Regions from separate parts of the Mus musculus genome. Here all the other regions are linked to region 2. A link is a contact called in public HiChIP or PLAC-seq data. All regions are on one chromosome and are shown on one strand. Each heading gives the region's core, a stretch centred on a gene start, on an enhancer-like site or on the middle of the called end of the contact. The rest is flanking DNA. Distances are from core to core; before and after follow the strand shown.

Region 1 (3,927 bases), core at 608-3,107, 130 kb after region 2:
AACTCACTCTGTAGACCAGGCTGGCCTTGAACTCAGAAATCCGCCTGCCTCTGCCACCGGAGTACTGGGATTAAGGCGTAGCGCCACCACACCCGGCTGAACCTATTACTTTTTATAAACTACTAGGTAAGCATTCTCCCAGTGTGTCATGCCCCCATTGTTCTTTCTTTCTGAGCCTCATGTGGCCTAGGTTGGCCCCAAACCTACTGATAGAAGATGCTGACTCCTTATTCTCTCCTCCCTCCACTTTCTTAGGGCTGGTATTCCAAGAGCAGGCAGGTACACCCAGCCGTGAGTCAGGGCTGTTTCTCCTAACATGGTTAGAGATTTTTAGTTGCTATCAGATGGTTGGTTGGTTGATTTTAGACAGTCTTCTTTGTCTCTTGAACTGGCCTTCACCTGTACTTCTCTATGTAGCCCAGGCTGGCCTTGAATTCCCTCAGCCTGATTTGTTACTGAGATTTTTGTCTCTAGACTTGTCCCTTTTCCCTTTCTGAAGTGAGAAAGCAATGAGCATTGACTAAATAGCGAAACAGATATCTTCCTATTCAACAAGAACAAGAGAAACGGGGACAAAGGGAGGTTATAGATACGGTATCAAAAATGAGGGGAAGAAAGTGCTGGAGAGATGGATCAGCAGGTGAGGGCGTTAGCTATTCTTCCAGAAGACGCCAGTTCAAATTCCAGCACCCACATGGCAGCTCACAACTGTCTGTAACTCCAAGATCAGCACTCTCACACAGACATACATGCAGGCAAAACACCAATGCACATAAAATAAAGGTAAATTAAAAAAAAAGATTTTAAAAATGAGGTGCTGATAAGGGTGATGGGTAGTGAAGATATTTATTCATCTCTTTTCTGGGAACCTTAAGGCAGTCTCTTTTTGTTCCTTTTATAGTTCCCTGCCACGGTTACCATGGCAATTGTCAACAGGCATCGTGCTGGAGAGTATGCCATTTAGCCGGCAGATAGATTACAATGCGGTTAAATGTTGTCTGGCTGTTGCTCTGGTGGCCATTTTAGGTGCAGACAGTTTCTGCTCATACACTTTCCTGAAGCCCCGAACATTTTGTCCTCAAAATGCACTAAGATCAGAAACACAGTCAGGCTGTGCTTGGGGCGACAAAATAGGAGCCGTTTTCCTGCAGCAGGGCCATTTGGGTCAAGCCCACCTGCGGTAGGCTCTGCTCCATATTGAAAATCACCGCAGCTGATGGGATACATGTGCTATCTTGACTAGACTTTTTTCTAGGCAATGTTTGGATGGTACCCAGCACCTCATATGTTCAACAAATGCTCCCTCACACCATCCTGCCTAGTGTGCCTGAACCGCGCTCAGGAAACGAGTAATGTTGAGGAGTAAACCTATGATAAATGTGAGATTTTTGTTTGTTTGGTTTTGGTTGCTACTGAGCTAATTACTGGCTTTGGGATGGGGCCTGGGCACCGGGAAAGCGCAGGGAAGGAAGCGAGAGAGGCTGCAAATTTGTTACCAGTGATCAACTCAGTCACGAACTCAGTCATGCCTACGTAGTGAACATTCCACAAAGACCTGAGTTCGGAGAGCCATGAGATAGATGGCTGGCTGTTCTAAGCACCTGGAAGCTGGCTTTCCCTCAAACCCCTGTCTTGACTATGCCCTGAGCCCTGTGCGTCCCTTCATCTGTTACCTAGTTCTACAGTAAGCCAGCAAGCCTGTTTCCTTACTTGCAACACCAGCAGATTAGCCAAACAGGAGGAGGGAGGCACAGCTGGTGTGGTGGTTTGAAAGGAAATGACCTCCAGAGGCTCACAGGGCGTGGCCCTATGAGGAGGTGTGGCCTTGTTGGAGTAGGTGTGGCCTTTTTGAGGAGGTGTGTCACTGGGGGAAGGGGGAGGAGCTTTGAGTTTCAGAAGCTCAAGACAGGCTCAGTGTGGCTCTCTCTTCCGGCTGCCTGCCAATCCGGATGTAGAACTCTCAGCTACATCTCCTTCACCATTTCTGCCTGCATGCAGCCGCGCTTCCCACTATGACGATAACGGACCTCTGAATTGTAAGCCAGCCCCAACGAGACTTTTTCCTTCATAAGAGTTGCTGTGGTCACCACGGTGTCTCTTCCCAGGCACCGTGAGCCTGAATAGCACTGACTAGCACAGCTGAGTTGTAGTTGGTTAGAAGCACAACTCAAAAACGATCCATAGCGACTGGCACGGGATGTGGGGAGCCTGGGACCAAAGTGTCTTCAACGTGTGGGATCTGACACGGTGACCGGCTGAATGGTGTCATATCCAAAGTGAGTTGCAGGACTGAGCTGTTGTCTGATTCGGGGCCTACTCGTGACTGGCTGTATAGATCCTGCCCGCCTCCCCACCCCACCTGCACGCACCTGTTCACAGATGTTTTCCGTGATGATTGATGACTAAGCAGAGAAAGAACTTTGATTATTTTGTCCTCTCAGATAACCTCTAAATATGTCTCCCCTAGGGGGAGACAGTAGGGCCTTCAAGATGCTTTAGCAGGTAAAAGCCCTTGCTGGGCAGGGCTGACAAGCGGAGTTGGAGCCCTGGAACCCATATACAAGTGGAAGGATAAATCGTCCTGAAGCTGACCTCTGACCTCTACACGTGTGTCATGACACATTTGCACACTCTTCCCTTTATGACTTGAAAAAAAAAGTCAGGTGTCAAGAAGGAGTGGCTGCTGTTGGCACCCCCTTCTCTGCCCACCCTGGAGACAGGGTCTTACTGTGCAGCCTAGGCTGGTCTTGATCCCCCTGCCTCAGCATCGCAAGGATTACAGCTGATCCATCATGCCCAGCTTCCCCTTCCATTGTCTGAGGAAGCGGTTCTTCACCTGTGGTCGTATATCAGATATCCCACATATCAGATATTTATATTATGATTCATAACAGCAGCAAAATTACAGTCATAAAGTAGCAACGAAAATAATTTTATGGTTGGTGGTCACCACAATATGAAGTGTATTAAAGGGTAGCCGCATCAGGAAGGCTGAGAACCGCTGATCAGCGTTTGGACAACAAATTAAATAGTCAGCCAAGGTTTAAGGTGGGCTGTTCTGTTGTTGTTTGTTTTGTTTTAACATGGAAAGCCTTAGGGAGGCCCACCATTAGAGTCAAGCTGACCTACAGGGGAGAGCTGCAGATGTTCCCGCCCTTCCTCTGTAACAGCCGTTCTCAACCTTCCTAATGCCACGCCCCTTTGATACACTTCTAGAATCATATTGTGGTGACCCCCCTCAGCCACAAAATTACCTCACTGCTACTTCATAACTGTCGTTTTGCTACTGCTATGAGTTATAATGTAAGTATGCTTTCGGATGGTCTTAGATGACCCCTGTGAAAGGGGGTCGCGACTCACAGGTCGAGGGACACTGCTGTACAAGTGAGGCTGAAAGTTACTTTCAGAAAAAAGGCATGGCAGGAAGCTGAGGTGAAACTGAAGACGTGGGGAAGAAGAGAAGGGCGGTGTAGGTCACACAACAGTGACATGAGCTCTGGAGACAAGTCAGGCAGATTGGAGTGTGGATTCTGTCCCTTCACACTTGTATGACTGTGTCACGTTCATCTTTCACACAGTGCTAACAATGCTGTGGACATTGAGGATCACATGGGATTAACACACAGAGGTGACTGGTCCAGGCCTTGCACCATAGTAAAATGACAGCCAGGATCAGCCTTTATGAATAAGACTCGATGGACCTTTTAATATTTCATGTGGCTGTGAATATATTGTTCCATTTCACTAAAAGATCCCCCAGCTTGTGCTTGGGGAAAGTATGGCTTGGAGGTGGTATCTGTTTGCAGTGGTGGTGGGCATCTTCTGCCTCTGCTGCTTCTCCACCATACTCTGATGCTAGGTCCCCAGAGCCCAAGACACTTCTGCTGAGGGACCTACTGAATGCACACAGGCTGGCTGCAGGGATGG
Region 2 (3,947 bases), core at 1,417-3,916:
ATTCTCCAGTTAATTTATTTCTGCTGCCGTTCTTGGGTTTTAAGCGAGCATCGCTTAAGATCACCCCGCTCATAAATACCCCTGGGATGTCTCAGAGCACACACAGGCAGAACACGGCAGGGCAGGCTCCCTTTAGCTGCTCCCTTCTCTGCGGAATGACATATTCCGATAGATAATCCACAAGCAGATATGAACTCGGTGACCCCAGAAATGTGTCTGATCAAACCTAACAATGAAAACGCAACATAATCAGGGCATAAGTGTACTGCTCTGCTCTCTCTCTCTCTCTCTCTCTCTCTCTCACACACACACACACACACACACACACAATGTCAAGGGTGTGGAGGGTCACCTGGCTCCTTTTCTGGGATGCGTTAATCTGTGCTTTTCAATCTTCCCCATGCGTTCATAAGCGCGCAGCTGTTCTATATTAGATCTGGTTAGGATCCATTGGAGTGCGTATGGGTTTTTCTTCCTTGAGAAAAATCAAGACAGTGAGCCTGTCGGCCTTTTACAAGGCCTGTTGGAGAATGTTTTCAAAGGAGAGTGACAGACATATTGCTGATGTTCAGGTGTTCCCATCTGTGTCCAGGTCGCATTAACTGACTTGCAACACTCGTGTTTGAGGATCTCTGTTTGTGTTTACCAGTGTACCTTCCCCGCGCTTTAAGTGACAAGAACTGACTAAACAAGGACGGACAGAAACGGAACTCCTAACAGATGTTTCAATAAGTGCCGCTAAGACACAGAATGCTTAGCTGAGCTGAACTTCGTCCAGGTGGCTTTAAAAAACTAATAATAATTTTCAGTTACTGTGAAACTGGAGTGTGTGACTTTACTGAAATGTTTTAGTAAAACCCAGTAGATAAATCAAGTTTCTTGAATTCCTTGAATAGCTGTTATTATCAGTTTGACATCTTATTTTAAAGGAACTGCTAAAAATTTGACAAAACAAATGTGGATGGTTGTAATTGAACTTGACAATCGGTATATTGGGGAAGAGATGACACCCCTGTATTGAGAGTGAGCGCTCTTGGCTATATCCCTCCAGCCACACGTTCAGGTTAAATGTGTGTACATCCTGGTGGCCAGAACATCTGTTTCTAGCTTGTTGTTCCTCTTGGCTGCCTTTCAATTGGATTTCCTCGAGCAGGTCCCAGGCTTGTCACCGCGGCCAGGGTCTGTTAAACATCACCACTGGTCCTACATTAAGTGGGAGGTTCAGGGCTAAGCTAATAACTTGCCTGCCTCTCTGACTGATCACAGGGATGCTCTCTGGGGCCACTTATCATGCGGGCTCCGTGGGGAGGGTACTCTTTGTCTGCACCTCTGGAATTGGCTTTGCTTCCCTCATTCCCAGAGTTACGGGTGGACAGACAGGGCTCACAGTCAGTGGCGAGGCTGTGTTTCGCTTTACCAATGCCTCCCCTGACAGGGGTCAAAAGGACTGTCTATCAAACACAACGCCTGCTGTGTCCTTCCTGTGTGAACTCTATGATAAGCCACGATCCTCTCTTCCTCTTCTTCATTCACTCTGAAAAGCAATCAAAAAGGAAGTACTGTTCCATGCAGTTTACAGGAACTCGGTGACTCTGGGGATGAAATTGTAACTTAACGTTCTGAATCTTGGTTATGATGCACCTCAATGAATGCACAGCTACAAAGCTCTGATGTTCATGGCACAGCCGTGTGTCATCTATAGCCAAGGGTGGTTGTAAAGATGCTTAGAAATACCTTTATGTGCCCTGAGGTTGGGCTGCACACCTTTGATCCCAGCCCTTGGGAGAAAGAGGCAGGAGGATCTCTGTGAGTTTGAGGCTAGCCTGGTCTACAGAGCGTGTTCCAGGACAGATAGACAGGAGTATACAGAGAAATCTTATCTGGAAAAAAGAAAAAGAAAGAAACACACACACACACACACACACACACACACACACACACAGAGAGAGAGAGAGAGAGAGAGAGACTTCATGCCATCCAATGGCTTCCACTTTTTAAGTGTTCCAGCTAACTTATAAAAAGAAACTGTCTAGGGCTGGAGAGATGGCTCAGCCATTAAAAGCACTATCTGCTCTTCCCGAGGTCCTGAGTTCAATTCCCAGCAACCACGTGGTGGCTCACAATCATCTGTAATGGGATCTGATGCTTCTGGGATGTCCAAAAACAGAGACAGTATACTCACATACATAAAATATATAAATCTTTTAAAAGGAGAAAAGAAAAAAAAAAAAAAAAGGAAGATGTCCAAGTCCGAGGGGAGAGAAAAAGGCACTTGGGGAGTTTGTCCCTTAGTAAGGATACAGATGGTCAATTCCATTCCCATTTCTGCTTTCCAGGTGGCTTCTAAGATAGCAAAGAAAGTTAGGTTCAGTCAGTTATAACCTGTAGTTGTTCCGGGTGATTCACAAACCAGGCATTTTCTGAGAGAAGCCGGCTCCTGCTGGCAAACCTGAGGACAATCCTTTCCCCGGGGCAGATGTTCACAGGAATTCCCCGCTTTTGTCAAACCTTGCCATGGTCCCTTGCAAGATGTGAGATGGATATAGGATAACTTCACCACCGGAATTCGAGGAGCGGGGCCGGGGGTACTGAAATGTGGCAACCCGGCAGGATGTGAGGGCTTTGCCGTGCACGTGAGAGTTTCTCTTCTGAAGAGGAGGCTGTAGCAGAGAGAGGGAAATAGATGTTATCGGGCTTCCCACTAACAGAAGGCATGAGCAAGCCCTCCGCGTCTTACTAACTGTGCCGGGTCAGATGGTTTGTTCTCATTTTCAGAGTCTGAAAGCACTTCCAAAAAAAAGAATCCAGTTTGTCAATAACGTCTGCCATTGGTTGGTATAGTGGCTATTCCTGGTTGTCAACTTGACAATATTTGGAATGAACTACAATCCGGAATTGGAAGGCTCACCAGTGACCCTTATCTGGAGGCTTGGAGATCCTTATCTGGATCTTGGTTTGAAGATCTTGAGCCATAGTGGCTATGGATTCCAGAAGATTGAATCTCCGAGTTTAAGGAACACACCCTTAATCTGGGCTACGCCTTTCATCTGGGATTAAAGGTGTGGTGGAACACACCTTTAATCTGGGCTCCACCTTCTGCTGGAGACAATATAAGGACATTGGAAGTAGGGAGTCTAGCTCTTGCTCTTGCTCCTTCGCCTGCTTGCTGCGTGAGACTGAGTAACTGCTAGATCCTTGGACTTCCATTCACAGCTGCGACTGAACCATTGTTGGGAATTGGGCTGCCGACTGTAAGTCATCAATAAATTCCTTTACTATTTAGAAATTATCCATAAGTTCTGTGACTCTAGAGAACCCTGACTAATACAGTTGGTTTTTTAAAGAGAAGGACTCCTCTGTTAAAATGGTTTGAGCTTTAAAGGACAGGATCAAAGAGAAACTGTTGAGTTTAGGGTGAGCATGACTTCGCTCTCAGGCAAGGAAAAGAAAAGCAGAAGCTATGGCCGCCGAGGTTAGTAGAGGGCTGGCCGTGGCTGGCAGAGATGGCATTTGGAGGCATCACCCGCATACTTTCCTGAATCCATGGGAGAATCCTACCTGTACCAGGTCTCTGCTGCTTTGTATTCACCAAGTGGAGACACTGAGGTGGTACAATCTCATCAGCTCAGCAAGCTTCCGTTTCTGTGTAAGAAAAATCTGAGATACGCCCGAGTTCTTCCTGTCCTCTCTTCAGCCCCTACTTCTTTGATTCTCTTATAAACAGAGGGAAATGTATTATATATAAATAAATGTAGAGTGGTGCTGAGAAAAACCTGGAAGCGGGTCTGGGAGTGGGTAAGAGCACTCGCTATAGCTTGAGGGCTGGAGTCCATATTCCCAAGACCCATTTTTAGAAGCTGGACATGTTTAGATGCATCTATAAAACACCCCTCCAAGTGCTTGAGAGAGTGAGGGGCTGGAAGACAGCAGCATAGCTCCAGGTTCTT
Region 3 (3,985 bases), core at 775-3,274, 93 kb after region 2:
ACTTTGGGATCTTGGCCTTTCTAGGAGCCAGCTTGCTTTCATCTTACTGTTTTGATTGTGCCTCACAAGGGACAACACTCCGATTGTCTAGGAGGAGGAAGGTCAGGGACAGAAAAGTAAAAGCCAGGAGCAGCCTGTCCTGTCTGCCTGGGCTGCTGGGGAATGATTGTCAGTGAATCGAGTTGTCTGTGGAGCCCCTGAGCAAATTCTCCCAGTGGCAGGTAAGACAAACTGACTTAGAACTGTAAGACCAGCGAGGGCTTTTTCCCTTTCAGCCCAGTTTGTGGGCTGTCACCTGACATGTCCCCCATCTTATGGAGATATTCAATGTTCTGCTCACTCGGAGTTTTCAGGTTGCTCCTTTAATGCTGGCATCTGTCAAACCCAGAGTCTCACTCTTAACAAGGAAGTACTGTACCCCTGAGCTGTCCAGCCCTGAGTCTTCGCGGTTTGTGAAGCCGTGCTATGTTATCTACAATGGAGACTTTACTCCAGATAGACCAGCTCCCGAAGGTGTTGCTGCTTGCTAGAGGCTGAGGCACTGTGGGGTGATTTCTTCTCCCCATGATAGCTTTTGAGTGGTGTATTTGCAGATCAAAACAAACAAAACCAAACCAGAACCGTGTCATCCATGACATCCTTTGTCCCCAGTCACTGACTGACTCCATTTTGCTTAAGTCTCTATGAAGCATCCACCCTGGAAGTAATATTACAACACTGCTAATATGTCCGGGCAATATTCCTGGGTGGACTTGTTTGGTCTACATATTTTTCATAAACAAGACAGTCTATGAGCTCAGGTTCTATCTGTGCCTGGCCTGCCTGGGCCAAAGGCTCTTTCTCCAGCTTTACTAACTGTTTAGCAAGTAGCTCAGCAGCTATAGTTTGGCTATGGTATTTCTAAGGTCGGGATAATGATAATACCTGCCTCATTGGGTGCTGAGGATTAAATAGGATACACACTTAAAAGGCTCACCTGAGCCTTGCACTTACAGAGCCCTCGGTTAAAGGTCTCGTAATTTCAGGTGTCGGGCTCAAATGTTGCCTGACTCCTAAGAGCTGGTGTGGGGTAAGATACCCCTGGGTATTCAGCGTCTCTCCTTCTCCCATGGGTGTTTTCCAGCGCTCAGTCTGTGGGACTTATTGACTAGTTCTTTCCCCCATGACAACGTGAACTCTCCGTGGATGGTCTTTTTATTCCGGTTTCAGGCCCCAAGGTTGCGCCTGGCATGCAATTGGCTTTGTTGAATGCCTCTCCGCTCCCAGCAACCTTGAGCTAGAGCATTCATTCTGGACAAAGCAATCACCCCTCCGCTTCTTCCCCTGGTTGTGCCCCATGGATTGGCGTTCCCTGTAATTCCATCTCCTGGGCTTCAGATGCCACCCTAAGCACAACTCTAGGGGGTGGGGGAAAACGGTAGTTCCTCCTCCTGTGCCCCAAGACGGACTGGTGAAGTGGGCCCTCGCCCAGTCTTCACCTACCCACTTAGAAACCTGAGAGCTAGCCTGTGGTCTCTGCCTACCACCATGTTGTCAGACTGCCTGATCCTGTTCAAGAATTTTGTACCCAGGAGCCTGGCCTCACTTTGTTTACACAGTGGCCCAGAGGGCAGATTCCTTCCATATAAAATAAACAAGGTGAAGTTTTAAAGAAGTTAGGGACTTGCCCAACAGCCCAGCAACCCACCTGCCTCCAAAGCTCCCAGAAGCAGGCCTCAGTTTGGTGTTAGTCTGGGATCTGTCCATCCTCTGCCCTGGGGTAGCGTTATCTTTCTAAATCCACATCCAGTCCTGAGGCCCTTCTGCATGAAGGCAGGGCAGCCTTGCTTGGTTCCTTTTAAGCCCTGTGTAGTATGCTGTATGCAGTTAGGTCTCCTCCTGGTCCCTACCTCCATCCACTGGTCCACATCCCCAGCAGCACATAAGCCCTTGCAGTCTTTTGTTAGAAGACTCTTCACACACTACCACAGACCCAGAATGCCCTGCTCTCCGCTTAGTGGAATCTTTTTGGTCCTTCCACGCTCTGCTTTATGAGCCACATCCTCTGTGGCGGCCTTCAAAGAGTGCCCGCCTTAGACTGCCACTCCCACTGGGGTTCCTCTGAGCTCTAATTCAAGTGAAAAGTTTCTGAGTCTGAAGCGGAGATGTGAAGATCTAGCCAGTAGATGATGGGATATCTATCGGATTAAGCAAATTCTAGAAGATGCCCCTTGCCCCTCCCCCACTGTACTGTGAAGCTCAGGGCAAGACTTTCTAAAAGTCTTCTGCCTACACCTGACATGCTGTCCAGTGTGCACAGTTATATGTTGACTGTATGAAGATGGTGAAGGCTTTTCTGTAGTTGGTAAGGGTTTTTTAATTTAATTTAATTTATTGTTATTAATTTTTTATTGAGGCAAGTTCTTATGTATCCCAGGTTGGACTTGAACTGGCACTGTTGCTGGGGATGATCGTGATGATGGTCCTTCTGTCTCTGTCTCCCAAGTGCTGGGATTACAGGTATATGCCAACACACCTGGTTTATTTAGTGCGGAGAATTTAACCCAGGGCCTCCTGGATGCTAGTTTAAGTCCTGCCTCCCCCTGCCTCAAATGGCTTTTCTCAAAAGACCGCCCAGAGTCAGCAGGTGAGCACCAGGCTTCCTCTTTCTGTTTTCCCTCCTGGACGCTTCTCTCAGCCTCTGGATCCTTATCTCCGATGGGGATAATAGTGGCTTCTTGCAGGGGCCTGGCTGCTGAGAAGATTACGGGAGTGAACTGAATGAAGGAAGTTGTTAGCAAACACAGGTCTGCCTGAGGAGTCTTTGTTACAGGCACAGAAATATGTGTGACTCATAACTAAAAAGGAACTGGAAAGGCAAGGTCATATTCTACAATAACCTTAAAGTTAGGATGTCATTGGGGATTTGTTTTGTTTTTAAATATTTTTAATTACATGCATATGTTTGTGCCTATGGGTTTGTGCACATGATTGTAATGCCTGTGGAGGCTGAAATTATTATATTATATTATATTATTTTATATTATATATTATGCTATTAGCAGCCAGAAAGGGATATTGGGAACTGAACTCACATCTCTCCAGGGACCCTCAGCCTGGATATTTTTTTTTAAGTTAGGATCTCACTTGTGTGCCCTGGTGGGCCTGAAAGGCACTATGCTGGCCTGTAGCTCAAATATCTGCTTTCCTCTGCTTCTGAAACACTGGGATTAAAGGCTTAGGGCACTATGCCTGACCTCTCCAGCCTGCCTTTTTAAAAAAAAAAAAAAATGTTTTTGAGTTAGGCACGGTAGTGCAAACCTTTAATCACAGTACTTAGAGGACAGAGGAAGGTGGATCTCTATGAGTTAGGAGCTTACCTGGTCTATATGGTGAGTTCCAGGCCAGCCAAAAGTGACTATGTCTCATAAACAAAGCCAAATACAAATACACACACACACCAACCAAATTCAAAACGCAAAGCTAGGAGATCATGGCGCACGCCTTTGCTCCCAGCACTCGTGAGGCGGAGGCAGGTGGATCTATGAGTTCGAGGCCAGCCTGGTTTGCAGAGTGAGTTCCAGGACAGCCAAGGATACAGAGGAACCCTGTTTTAAAAATTAAGACAAATTTTTACATCTGTCTGTTTTGTAAGTGTGTCTTTAGGGGGGAGGGGAGGCGTGTGCACATATGAAGGTTCGAGGACAATTCATGGGAGTCATCCTCTCCTACCCTGCCTTTCTTCAGGCACAGCAGCGAGCACCTTTCCCCAGTGATTTGTCCCACCAACCATCATTGGGGATTCTAAGAGTTAAGGCAATGGGAAATATTCTTGATATTTATTCTAGCTTGCAAGGCCTGGAAAGGCTGGTGCACAGCCAGTCAAATCCTGCCCCAAGCGTGCCGGAATCACCTGGTGAGTGTTTTAGATTGCAGGTCTCCACCCCAAAGCTCTTGAATCAGAATCAGGAATGATAAATGCGCCCTTCCAAAAGCTGCCCCTGTG

What was found. HiChIP or PLAC-seq counts read pairs in DNA pulled down with a chosen protein or histone mark.
Region 1: a contact with region 2 is called in a BATF HiChIP or PLAC-seq map of CD8 T cells, with 6 read pairs. The contact joins two enhancer-like sites. A contact is called at or near these places in 1 of 39 promoter capture datasets (the HPC-7 cell line), 1 of 15 datasets of contacts at CTCF or cohesin (CD8 T cells), 5 of 484 Hi-C or Micro-C datasets (the G1E-ER4 cell line, embryonic stem cells and nephron progenitors) and 14 of 115 datasets of contacts at active chromatin or transcription factors (CD8 T cells, T-cell acute lymphoblastic leukemia, bone marrow-derived macrophages and 7 more).
Region 3: a contact with region 2 is called in a BATF HiChIP or PLAC-seq map of CD8 T cells, with 11 read pairs. The contact joins two enhancer-like sites. A contact is called at or near these places in 1 of 15 datasets of contacts at CTCF or cohesin (CD8 T cells), 20 of 484 Hi-C or Micro-C datasets (CD4 T cells, CD8 T cells, the HPC-7 cell line and 9 more) and 15 of 115 datasets of contacts at active chromatin or transcription factors (CD8 T cells, the HPC-7 cell line, the SCID.adh cell line and 6 more).

What each region holds. Positions count from the first base shown.
Region 1 is chr1:136,705,729-136,709,655 of GRCm38.p6, forward strand. The region is part of intron 2 of Platr22 (pluripotency associated transcript 22); the gene reads left to right. Among named protein-coding and RNA genes, the nearest start is that of Platr22, 11 kb to the left of the region's middle. Within about 2 kb of position 1,858, at least 73 of the 459 cell types and tissues checked have an H3K27ac peak or open chromatin away from gene starts, as enhancers often do. A contact at or near this core is called in CD8 T cells, where this site is marked.
Region 2 is chr1:136,576,940-136,580,886 of GRCm38.p6, forward strand. No RefSeq gene overlaps it. Among named protein-coding and RNA genes, the nearest start is that of Zfp281, 46 kb to the right of the region's middle. Within about 2 kb of position 2,667, at least 57 of the 459 cell types and tissues checked have an H3K27ac peak or open chromatin away from gene starts, as enhancers often do. A contact at or near this core is called in CD8 T cells, the SCID.adh cell line, bone marrow-derived macrophages and 2 more, where this site is marked.
Region 3 is chr1:136,670,712-136,674,696 of GRCm38.p6, forward strand. It overlaps Gm41958. Among named protein-coding and RNA genes, the nearest start is that of Gm34056, 10 kb to the left of the region's middle. Within about 2 kb of position 2,025, at least 63 of the 459 cell types and tissues checked have an H3K27ac peak or open chromatin away from gene starts, as enhancers often do. A contact at or near this core is called in CD8 T cells, the SCID.adh cell line, bone marrow-derived macrophages and 2 more, where this site is marked.